Linked DNA regions of Gossypium hirsutum: region 2 is linked to region 1. A link is a contact called in public Hi-C data. All regions are on one chromosome and are shown on one strand. The core of a region is the stretch at or near the end of the contact, and the rest is flanking DNA. Distances in the headings are between cores, read along the strand shown. Region 1 holds the start of LOC107962495. Region 2 has its middle 7.1 kb from the start of LOC121230375.

Evidence for each region. Hi-C and Micro-C count contacts between places; a contact is called where the count stands out from the background.
Region 2: a contact with region 1 is called in a Hi-C map of leaf, with 2.3 times the contacts expected there. The contact joins the enhancer-like site here to the promoter of LOC107962495 in region 1. A contact is called at or near these places in 11 of 34 Hi-C or Micro-C datasets (callus, fibers, hypocotyl and 2 more).

Annotation. Positions count from the first base shown.
Region 1 is chrA06:6,880,334-6,886,554 of Gossypium_hirsutum_v2.1, reverse strand. LOC107962495 reads left to right here and starts at 3,565. Exons shown (of 3, transcript XM_016898906.2): 1 at 3,565-4,614; 2 at 4,703-4,837; 3 at 6,159-6,221. The coding sequence starts at 4,791.
Region 2 is chrA06:6,931,622-6,938,076 of Gossypium_hirsutum_v2.1, reverse strand. No RefSeq gene overlaps it. Among protein-coding and RNA genes, the nearest start is that of LOC121230375, 7.1 kb to the right of the region's middle. Within about 2 kb of position 2,701, at least 6 of the 9 cell types and tissues checked have an H3K27ac peak or open chromatin away from gene starts, as enhancers often do. A contact at or near this core is called in fibers, hypocotyl and leaf, where this site is marked.

The sequences.
Region 1 (6,221 bases), core at 2,316-4,815:
TATTCTTATACTTAAGCCCCAAAGCTGCTTTCTTATTGGTTGATCTACAAATATTTAACATTAAGAGTTAGTAATTGTACTATGTTAATTGGCATGATATAACAAAATTATTTTAAAAAACAAAATAGTAATAATTAATGGCTGGTTTAATAATGTTTCTAAGAAGTATTTTTGGGAAAAAAACGTTTCTGAGAAGAGCTCAAATTTTTTGCTTCTGCATTTGACCAATTTTTAACATTTGAAAAACAATTTTTTTCTTAAAAACGTCTTGTTTAAAAATACATTTATATAAAAAATGCTTCTTAAAAATATTACTAAACTAACCCTATATCTCATTTTCAAAAAGCAAAAGCGAAAGAGCTTAAATCCAAACCATAATTATTAGGCACAAACACAAAGAGGCACCTTAAATTGACTTTTTATTTGTTTTATTTGCATACCCATATTTTGTTTTTGGCAATTTGGTTGGGGATTTAAATGACACACAACACATCTGAAAAAGGCACGCAAAGAGTTGTTTTGAATCCTAAGAAAGTCCCATTTAGCTGATGTGAGAGGTTTAGGGTTAGCACTCCCATTTAGCTGATGTGAGAGGTTTAGGGTTAGCACTCCCATTTAGCTGATGTGAGAGGTTTAGGGTTAGCACCCACTACCTCTCCTTCCTTTATTTGTCATTCTCTTCCTATTAAAGCTCGTTTTTTAAAAGAAAAAATAAGCATTGAATTTAATTTTTATAAAAATTAAAATTAAAATATAAATTTTTGAAATATAAAAATATAATTTTTATTATATATTATTTTTAAAGGAATTAAACAAATTTTTTTTATTCTTTAAAAGACCAAAACGCAATTTTATGATATATTAATTTATAAATTCAGGATTAAATTAATTTCTATTTCTATTTTTGATTACCAAAATACCTTCCTACCCTAAAAAACTATTTTCACATTTCTTATAAAAAGCACAGTAAAAAAAAAGAAACAATTTATGCATGAAACATAGAGAATATATAAGGTAGTAATTATTGAAGCTGTGAACTGGTTTAGTCACCTAATCCAAGCTTCTTTATTGACTTTTTCAGTCAAAAAAAAGAAATTTGGGTGTAAATAAAGTGAGGGTTTGATGATGAATGATTTTGTGGTCGGTGAGAAACAAATTCTTTTAGATCGAGTTTTAGCTTGATTGGTGTGAGCATTATTATTAATATAAAAGGACGTGGGTTCAAGTGCATTGAAATGTATTATCCTTCTATTTATGAGTTAAGAAAGACTATAGGTAGGTCTAAACATTATGCCAAAAATGACAAATATAATTAGAATCTATAATAAGGCTCCGTTTTTAATTGAATAAATATACATTTGAGATTTTATTATTTTTTATTGTTTAATTGAATTTATTTTTATCTATAATTTTATATTTTATATTGTTTTTTCATATATTAAAAATATTATGTTAAATTCAGATTCATTACAACGTCATTTTTTAATTACATGACTACTAAGTGAGTATTTTTTATTTAAAAATGTAACATCAACAAAATTGACAAAAAAAATTAACAATGTCAACAATTGGACTTGATTTTTAAATTTGAAATATTAATATTGAATATTTTCAATAATATGTGAATAATATTATTTAAAATTATTATTTTTAAAATTTATTATTAAAATAAAATTGAAATATCAAAATAATTATATTTATTATATTAATAATTTATTATATGACTAGATATAAGTAATTAAATATGTATGTTTAATAATATTAAAAATATAATATTTTTAAATATTTTTAAAATTAAAAATAAAATTTATTATTAATATAATAATATTAAGTTTGATTTAAGTTAATTTTTATATAAAAATAAACTTACGCTTTTCAAAAGGGTAAATCATTTTACAGGAAAAAGGGCTTATTTTAACTTAACTAAGTCATTTTCCGTTGACCAAATTATTTTCTATAAAATAAATACAGAAAAATATAAAAAATATTTTTCATAAAATCTTTTACATATAAACAAGATTAATTTACGAGAGTAGAGAATTCCCTACAAAAATCAGATGTTGATTGATATTATTTTATACTCCTTTTTCTTTTGCCAAATGAGCTGGTTTGTAGAAGAGATATAAGCTAAGCTGTCAAAGCATTATAATTTATAAAAGCCATTAAAAGGATAAATTTTCAATTAATTAATTACTTCATACTTTTTTATTTTATTTTTTTATGTGCGTGGTAAAGTATATTGGACCACCCTATAATTTTTTAGGTTTGTTTACATTCATTTGTGTAGGTGCGGCACTTGTTTAACATTTAAGTTATATAATTTATATAGGGATACATTTACATTACTTTATAATTCATTAATATTTTTATAATTGAATCCTTAAATATGTTGGCATAACTGTACTTGTTACGTATATAAATTTTTGAATTAGTTTAATATTTTGAGCAAAGCAGACTTATTGATTGAATTGTGTCCATTCATGTCCGAAACCAATGTTTAATTTGTAGATTTACTGTGTTAGTAAAATATGTGCGTGTATGAGTTTGAACTTATATTGTATAAAAATATATTTATTATAGATGAAAGTTTTTTTTTATATAAAATAAATTAGGAGTGAGCATTTGGTCGAATCGAATCGAATATCGAATCGAATGAAAAAATTTCGAGTTAATTGAGTTTTTGAATCCTATTTCATCGTCCTAACTCGATTTAAAATTTTTATGAATTGAGTCGAGTGAGATGGAATTTGAATCGAATCGAATATATTTATTCGAGTTAAATTTAAGAAATGACATTGGTGTAGTTTATTTTCATACAATTTAAAAAATATATTTTTCTTTAAAAATTTCTTCCTGAATTCATCATTATAGGGATTTTAATTTGAGGGGTTTGAATGAACTAACCAAGAAGAAGAAGAAGAATGAATGATTTAATTTAAGGGTTTTTTTAAGAAGAAGAAAAGAATTGATTTGGAAATTAATTTAGGGTTTTTTTTTTAAGAAAAAAATTTGGTATTTGAGAATTGGGAGTTTCAAGTTTGAATTGGAGAAGAAAATGGACAATAAAATCTTTGACTTTTGGGGAAATTGGGATGGTGGAGCTGGCCAAGCTTTGGGAAATTGGGAAAATGACATACGGGCTTTTTTTTTTGGGGGGGGGGTTGGGGGGTGGGAATAGGGTGGGTTTGGGATTTGAGGGAAATGAGCATTGTAAAAGGATTTGGGCTTGGGGATTGGGGAGTGGGGAATATAATTTAAAATTTTAAATTATATAGTTTGTATTTGATTTATTTAAATTATTTGAATTTAAAAATTTAATTTAATTTAAATTTAAAATTTTAAAAAATTCAAGTTAATTCGATTAATTCGGTAATAAATTTTTTTTTAAAATTTTTAAATAATTAAAATTTTTTATTTTATGTTAAATAATTTATATGAATAAAATATGACCATTACATCATTAAAAATAATAATAGTATAAAATAATACAAATGAATGTAATTTTACACGTGTGTAAGTAAAATTTTCCCATATAAATTCTTCCCCACTCAATCTAAACAACGTGACCTTTTCGCCTTCCTTGGTTGCTTCCGGCGTGGTCCCTGTTTGGTTGACCGTTGCTAACCTTGCCTAAAACAAACCTCACATCTCATCCTCTCTTCTGTAAGCCCACCTTTCTTTTTCCGTTTTCCTCAAGTTTTTCTAGCGTTTCTGTAGTAATAACGATGGCTTTGGGCATTTCTGGTGGCTCCCTCTGTATGGGGGGTCTCTCAAGTCGTTGTACTCGTTTTTGGCTCCACCTTCGGTGGTGGTTTTCTGGAGTTGCCCACGTTTAGTGGAATAGGCTAGCAGAACGAGTCCATTATAATGGAGGCTAGGGCATAATGAGGCTCTACGCATCATGGCAGCTACTCCACCCTGATGGTTAAACACAAACGTATACCAGTGAGGGTTTCTGCCTTTGCTTTCTTTGAATAGACAATGACGGCTTGTTTCATGTGGAGTATGCTACAGGATTTGGTTTGTTGGCCTTTGGGTCTTGACTTTTTCCGTCTATACGGTTTGTATCAGACTTTATGTTATGTATGTTTTACATATGTTATCTTGTACTGAATGTACATTTGCTCCAGGCTTGATCATGATTTACTTTCCTTTTCTTTGTACCACATCCAAAAAAAATCTAAACAAACGTGAATAAATTTTCTTTGTTCCCCGTTCATTTTTTTTATTTTCCTCGTGATGCATGATTTTCATATATATATGTTTGTGTATTCAAATCAGACGGCGCTGGTGATGATTGATGACTAAAATCAAACATTCATATCATCACTAGGTCAGAAAGTTTCTTATTTGGTACGGCCAGAGAAAGATCGAAACCCAAAAAAAAAGAACACCTTTAAACGAGCACGCAGGCTTATCCTTGGAATAACCTACTGTATCGGGCAATGGACATTGATGATAAAGAAATGAACTTTTGGCCCATTAGAGGCCCGTTAAAATTTCACCTCAAAAATACCTGGAAAAAAAAAAAAAAAAGAACCCGTCTTTCTCTTTGTTTGTTGGCAACAAGAGAAAACAAAGTAGTCCTCTTATCAGCCCTTTCTCAAATTTCAGGTTGGCTTCAAATCATTCATACTTTGATGGGTTAATATTGTTTTTAAGTAATTTTCTTTTACATAATCGGGAGTTGCTGGTTTCTCAGGTTTTAGGGCTTTCGTTTTAGCTGATATAAAGTTCATTTTTTGGGGGGCTTTACGTGTGTCAAAATCAAATAGTTAGGAAAGAAGGAAATGGGTGGGCAAGAAGTTAAGCAGCTTGAAGAATGCTCAGTTTCCAAGTTAGTTCTCTCCTTTGATTGTTCCTCTAAATTTTACATTCTTGTTAATCTATTCAACCTTGTTAGGTTTAGGGTATCAATTTGTGCTTCTATAGTATAAAATGATTCTTGTTATTTACTTATAGTTTGGTTTGAATTGTCTTCAATAAAGAATTTGACTAGTTTAGAGTTGCACTGGCCAAGAAATTGGGATTTATGTGAACCTCTCTATCAATGGCTCTAACCCTGGTTTTAGCAAGATTCAAGAGCAAGGATGTGCAATATGCTAACTGCTGATTCCCGGTCGGGGGTTTTGTCTTTCTATTCTACGGAGAGCCTTGACAGGTTCACAATATGAGGAGTGCCTGAACAGGCAAAAACATGACAAACTAAAGAGTTTGCGCATGGTCTGACTTGAGCTCATGCCTTTGAATAACCAAAAATGATTGTCTTTCAACTGCTCCTTACCCAAGAACACCATGCTTGCTTGTGCCCACCACTAGAGTTACAGCAATATAGTTCTTTGCTTCTCTATTCAATACTTTTTGTGTCAATCTACCTTTGCAAATCTGGCATTCATGATCAACCTGAAACCTGAGCATCAAAAATCCGATTCTAATCGATCATGTGCTGGACTCTTAAGTCTAGTGATCAGATCAAACCCTCAAACCTGAAGTATAATGAACCAACCTTCTTTACTGAACGTAGGCCTTCATATGCTTCTAAATAAGATTCTAAATTACAACTTTTCTTCTAAAGCATAATGTACAATGAGATTTCAAATTAGGGCACAAAAACTGTTATTAAGAAACCTTTTACAACCCTTGAAATTCTCTGGAAAGTAATGAAATGCATTTAGCTGAACTATGGGAAACATGAACAACAAGATCTTTAGGTTCTGCAACTTTTACAAGAGCCCAATTAAGCACCTGCGTAAAGAAAGCAATATATTTATTGAATTCACTATGACAGCTTATGGTGTTTTGGAGTAATTTGCAACTCATTGAATTGAACCATTGCTGATGATGTATGATTGCATGCACCTGTGTAAAGATAGCGATATGTATATTGAATTCCGGTTGCAGCCCTTTTTAAACCGATCCACTCGCCAACCATTTTGGATTTTTCTGTATATAGTATTTAACCTGTAATATGTGTCCGGATGAACAATGAACATACTACAATCCAGTACATCGAGTTTCATCATCTATTTCCCTTCATGAAGTGAATCTCAATCTTCTCAGCAAGGTGGCTTGATCTTCAGATTTATTTCCTTTGGCTATATGTTTGCCATTACATTAGATGTATTGTGACGAGTGTAACTGTTGTGGAATATCTGCAGTGCATTGGGGACATGGGTGTTTTCAGTAGCAGGGGCTTTGCTAGCAATTCCGGTGGGGATAAA
Region 2 (6,455 bases), core at 1,452-3,951, 52 kb before region 1:
GATGCATGCCCATTGCCAGGTTTATAGTCTTGAGATTGAAGCAATAATCCCCCATGTTCTAAAAATTGAAGATGAGAACTTCAGTCTTCGTAGCAACTAGGAACATAAGCCTGGTCTGCATAGAAAGTATACCAAGAAGAAGAGGGAGGAGAAAAATATAAGACATAATTGGGAGGATAATTCTTCCTTATAGAACATATATATACATATATCATACGTTTCATTATGCTCTTATATGCTTCACCTTTCAATTAACTTATTGGGTTAATTGAAAACAGTTACTGCCTCTAAAATATCTAAATATATGTTTTATTCCACTATAATTTTTTCATGTTGCATGAGAGCTACATCTTTTTAATATACTTATATAGCAAATGTTACATCATGTCATGTATTATTTGTAGAATACATTAGTTTCCTACAACATTAAGATATGCTATCTCATATTCTTAGAGTACTTCAACATTTTCGTAAGATTGAAGGAGATTTTTATTCACATATAATGATCTTACAACTATCGAAGTGTTTAATAGATGTGTTTTATTCATACAGAATTTCTTTGAAATCATTTTTGTGTAAGATGATGGATGGACATAAATCTTGATTACCCTTTTATTGTCTTTCACCTATATTCTTTTTCTGGTAGTTAGAAGTATTATTACTATAATAATCACACGGCTACTTATTATGTCCCAACTATATCCCAACCACTAGCTACAACTATGACCACGATAGAGACATTTATATTTTTTACTTTTAAAATTGTTATGTATACTATACTCACTTCAACAAATGGAGCAAAACAAATGAAATTAATTTTACGGGTTTTTATAAATAACTCATTAACTAGATATATGCTTAATTTAAAATACTCTTTTTAAAAAAAATCACAATATTATTGCTATCGAAATTCATTAAATGCATGAAAATTGAAAATGTCCTCTTTAGCAAGTCAATATCAACATAAAACGAATGGCCACCATGGATGCAAAAAATTTGAGACCATTTCTACATATGTTGTTGAAAGATTGAAGGAACTTCATCTAGGATAATGGGATTAGCTTCTCAGACTTCACAAAGCATGATAAAACCTTCTGTTGCCCAGTATACAAATCCACAGTTATCACATGATCTATTTATGGAACCGGCTTTTAGTGCACACATTGAGGTTTCTAATGGAGAATGCAAACATTGATATAAAACATATTTGTGGAAAGCCCTCAATCATGCCCAGTTCATTGCTACCACCATATCAAAGGATGGTTCAAGGCCCAATAGGAGTTCCATCTCCTGAACCAAGAAATGAAGGAGAATAAGAAAATGAGCAGTAGAGTCCCTTAGTGTTTGAACATCTTTTTAATGTTTTTGAACTATTATATTTTCTTTTTATTTTGGACATTATTTCTTGGGATGTTTTTATTTTAGTTTGGTTTGTAAGAACTGTGATTCGAACTTAAATTACTCTTAAAAAAATGAATACTTATTAATAAGTAGTAATTCAAGTTCAAAGTAGTTTTTATATATATATTGTGTTTCTCTTTTCTTTTTCTTTTTTTGTGTCATTATAGATCCACCCACTACGACCAAATTTAATTATTTAAGAACTGTGGAGGAAAGAGAGATTTTGTTATTCCTATTCTTTAAACGTTGAAGAAATAATTTATTTAGTTGATCAGAGAACTTTAGCTATAGTTAGAAACCAATAAAAATGAGAACTTAATTGATTGTATTTGTTTAGTAAGCATGCTATTATGCCAATGGAAAGAAGTAATTGATGCTACATAGTTGGAATGTGACTGGGACTGGGATGTTTTCACTTAGTATTTTTCTTTCTTACTTTATTTATGCATAAATTGTAATATATTGTGAGTAGCAAATTATTGAATATCTCTCGTCATGTTTGTAAAATCTGATAATTTATTACCCTTAAATATAGTAAATGGTTTCAATTGTGTGTGCAAGTACACACCTTAGTTATTGTAAGAGGGTGTAAGTAGTGTTGACTTGCAACCTTAACTTGCACCTAGACTATATTATGAAGTCGGGCTAATGTAAAATTTTAGGTTTAGATTCGGCATGACTTGAATAAATAGGTTTAAATTTTTGTATAAGCTCGGATCAAATAAAAATGTTAAACCCAAGTTTGACCCGATTGTATTAAAAAATTATATTATTTTTTATATAAAAATATTTTAAAAATATAATTCATCAAATACACTAAAAACATTAAAATAAAAATTTCCTAATAAATTGAAAATGCATTAAAAAAAGTTTTTGTACTTAAATAACACTAAGATAGTTGCAAATTAGCAAGGAAAAGCATCTAAAAATAGTAGTAAAATTAATAATAAAACAAGAGTTGTACAATATTCAAACAATAAAATAGTAGGAATATAATAGCAAAATAGTAGCAAAACAATATCAAAATGGCAGCAAAACAATAGTGAAAAATAAATTAGGGAAATTCAGGTCGGGCTTGAACCAAAAAAATCTTACCCGACGCTCGACCCATTTAGAAAACGGGCATTATTCTTTGTCCAAACCTATTTTTGAGACTATATTTTTGTCCAAACTCTCTCACTTTTGGGATGAATTTTCAGAATTGAGCCAGTGACCTGGCCCATGGTTAGATATACTTGAACTCTTATGAGAGGCGGAATATGGTTCTTATTTTGGAATGGACTTCATGCCCAAAATAGTGGGCCTAGGTGCCCAAGAAACGGCCTCATGGTGATTATGTGGGTCCTAAAACAGGCTTCTAAGCCCATCCTTGTTGAGCCAAGTTGAGGGCTTTGGTTTGGTCCGACCTAGCAATCGTGTCAAACACTTAAATGTCTTGATGTGGTTCGAAATTTTCTGTATCTAATTAAACGGATTTAATTCCATTTTACAGTCGATAATTGAAATAAATAATAATATTATGACCCAAAAATGTTAAAAAAATTGTAAAATTTATAATAAATGGGTCGAAACATTGCCACGGTTCACTAAACACATTAGGTTTTCTATACTGCGAGTACCAGAAATGGAGGCTGAGGAACAAGACTCGTCCACCCAGTTGACTTGAAAATGAAATCCGAATCACCCATTACAAAATTGCTGCTTAAAATGGACATGCTTCATATGCCTGTCTTCCATTCTCATATCCGTAATTGTTTTCGATTTGCTTTGCATGGTAATAAAAAATTTGAAAAAATTGTAAGAGATAGAGAAGAACAGCAAAAAACCATTACATCAAACACTCAAATTAAATCTGCATAAAAACCTTACAATTAGCTAACAATAAATTAATCACGGAAGATACTGGCTCCTCAAACCACAGTATATATTTTTGTTTTGGGAAGTATTCTTTTTAGATTTAATATAAAATAAAATAAATACCCTTGAATTAATATTTATTGCTTTATTAAAATAAATGCTTTTTTATTATATAACAACTGAGCTGAGACCTAATTATAAGTCACACCATCCCAATCAAAATGAAAATAATATTATTAAAAGTTACTACAATTTGTAGTCTATGTATGTATAAGTTGTGAAGAAACTTTTGAATCGGTAAAACATATTTTATTGTCCATTATATTATTAAATTGATATTAGACAATAATATTTTAGTATATTAACAAAAATAATATTAATTAAAAATATATTTATTAGATAAATTCATAATAATATTGAAATAAATTTTGTATTTATATTCATTTACACTTATTATTTTAGATTAAATATCAATCAATAGATGTTATAGTTATATACTAATTAAAATGAAGATTTAGCACTATAAATAAATACATTAACACCAAATAATTGTGCATTTTCATTCAAATAGCATTAAAGAAAATATCCGAAAAATCAATTTTTAGTTGTTTTGCTTCAATCATCAAAAAATGTTTGACTTCCATTTTAATTAATATGTTTGACTTTTATTATTATTTGATTATTGGTACTTTTATTATATCTATCAACTAATAGTTATTTATATAATGTAGATTAAATAGAGATTGCTAACATGGATAAATTAATTAAATCTCAAAAATAATTGAGTATATAGAATATCGATTGTCTTCTCTAAAAGTTTCAACAGTGTTATTAAAATATTGTTTGTCTACTGTTCTTTTACCCATCTCCTAAGGATAAAGTCAAATCATAGGACGTTGCTTCTTTCTCTTAATTTTCCAAAAGGACGCCCCTTTAGATTTTTGGCAGGTCGGGTGGAGATCTTAATTTCTCGATTTTTGTTAAGGAAAAGTGGTGCTTCCAGAGGAACATAGTTGAATCTCTGTATCATTTTACCTACAATATTAAAGACTGGAATTATTTAGTTTATGATCGTTTAGAGGTCTGTAAAACGAAATTGATGCAAAAATTGGCGAGTATCCAAAGGGCCTTAGAATAATCAGATTCTGCTTACTTAAGTCTTTTATAATTACAGCTTTAGGAGGATTTGGAAGATGTGTTTCACCATGAAGAGCTACTTTGGAAGCAGAAAGCAAGATGTGACTGGCTGCATTTTAGGGAAAATACTAAGTTCTTTCATTCCCGTACGATTCAGAGAAAGAAGCACAACATGATCTCAGCCTTAAAGAATGATACTGGTGATTGGTTGTTTGAAGATAAGGATCTCCAGGCTGAGGCAATTAAGTTCTTCCAGAAGTTGTATATTGAATTATCGGATAGCATAACTTTTTTGCTTTCTGATTCTTTTCTTAAACTTGATCTTAATAATGAACTTTTCTTGGGAAAAGCAATTTTAAATGAAGAGATTAAGACTGCACTGTTTGATATGGCACTGTTTGATAAAATTCCCCAAGTAAATTTTTAAGTCCAATAGTGTCTCTCTAGTCTAGTTAGTTAGAATGTCTATTAGAAAAAGTCCCTGTTTCAATCCTACGTTTTCATCTAGCGGTCAAAACTTCTCTTTCAGTGATTACTATAGAGATGATTATAATCACATACTCGTTTTACCTTGTTTGTTAATATAAGGCATTACCATTGTTATTTCAGCTTCTTTTTCTGTGTATATAAATAAACTGGTTAATAATAAAGTCCTGATAATAATATGATTATTCTTATAAAGGTCCTTAGTTAAGTATTATTGTGGGCTTGGACAATGACAATGCATTGAGACTAATGTGTAGTTGATTGATGACAAAGTGTTGTCATTGACATATGGATGTCAAAATCGATACATGAGTATGTGTTAAAAACCAACATACTGGATTGACTCGCTATGAGTATGGTTCTAAGATTACTATATAATAGTCACAACATTGCTCATAGTGATAACTATGTATATTATCCTCGGACTTGAGATCATCATTATCCCAACATAGTGAGTTGTATATTTTGACATAATCAAACGTCTACCATAACAGGTTATACTATAAAGACTAATGTTGGGTATGCCATAATCTATGTAGTGGGATATGATTGATCAAGATAGAATTTGTCCCTTGTAACACCCCGAAATAGGGTCTAGGAGTTTTTAGGGTAAAATGGAAATTTTAGCCTTAAAGTGTTCAGAATTTTGTGACATGGTACATCGTAAATGTTTTCAACTATAATTTTTAGAAAATTAAATCAATTTTTGAAAATGAGTTCTAAATACCTTTAATTTTCAAGAGTGTATTTATTTGTAAAAAGGTCAAAAGTTTGAGTTTTATAAAGAATTTAATCAAATTTTAAAATTCGCCATATATCTTCCTCAAACTAGATCTATTTTTACGTTATTCTTCTCCATCAATTGTTTGTGTCGTCCCTTTGTTCTCACAACTCTCCCAAAGTTCCAACTCTTCAAATTTGATTCCCAAATCATATTCTCATGATTTCCATCAACATTCAAGCCTTAAACCTCCATTAAATACCAAGAAAAACACTTAAAAATACCATAGTTTTCTCCATTGTCAAGCTTGTAAGTTTTTCAGGTTTTAGATCAAACGCTCGATTTTTTGTCGTCTAAGGTAACGATTCAAATCCTAAATAATTTTAATTAAGCTTGTGAGTTTCAAGTTTGTTAGTCGAAATGTCAATTTCATGAGGAATATAGCTTAAACTTGCATTTTGGTTGGTTTAAGTGAGTCTTTAGCTAAATGTTGATTGTGTTGTTGTGTGATTTACTTTGTTGAAGCGTTGGAATAGGTAAAACCTTCTACGAGTAGAGATAAAGGCAAGGAATAACTAGTTTGAGCTTTCAACTTTTTCGGCGAAAGCATAATTGGTGAGTGTTTGGAATAATTTCTTGTAGATATGATTCAAAGCATTATTTGAGAATTTAGTTGTAGCATAAGTCCCTACTCTAAATTCCGAGTGTAAGCTTTCTATTTCTCTTGTTTTATTTTTGGTTATTTATGTGATTATGATAATATTTATGGATTGATTATTATGATGCGATATTGTGATATGAGACATGTGTGATGACTATTGTGAATTGTATTGTGTTGTGGGCATGTTAAATA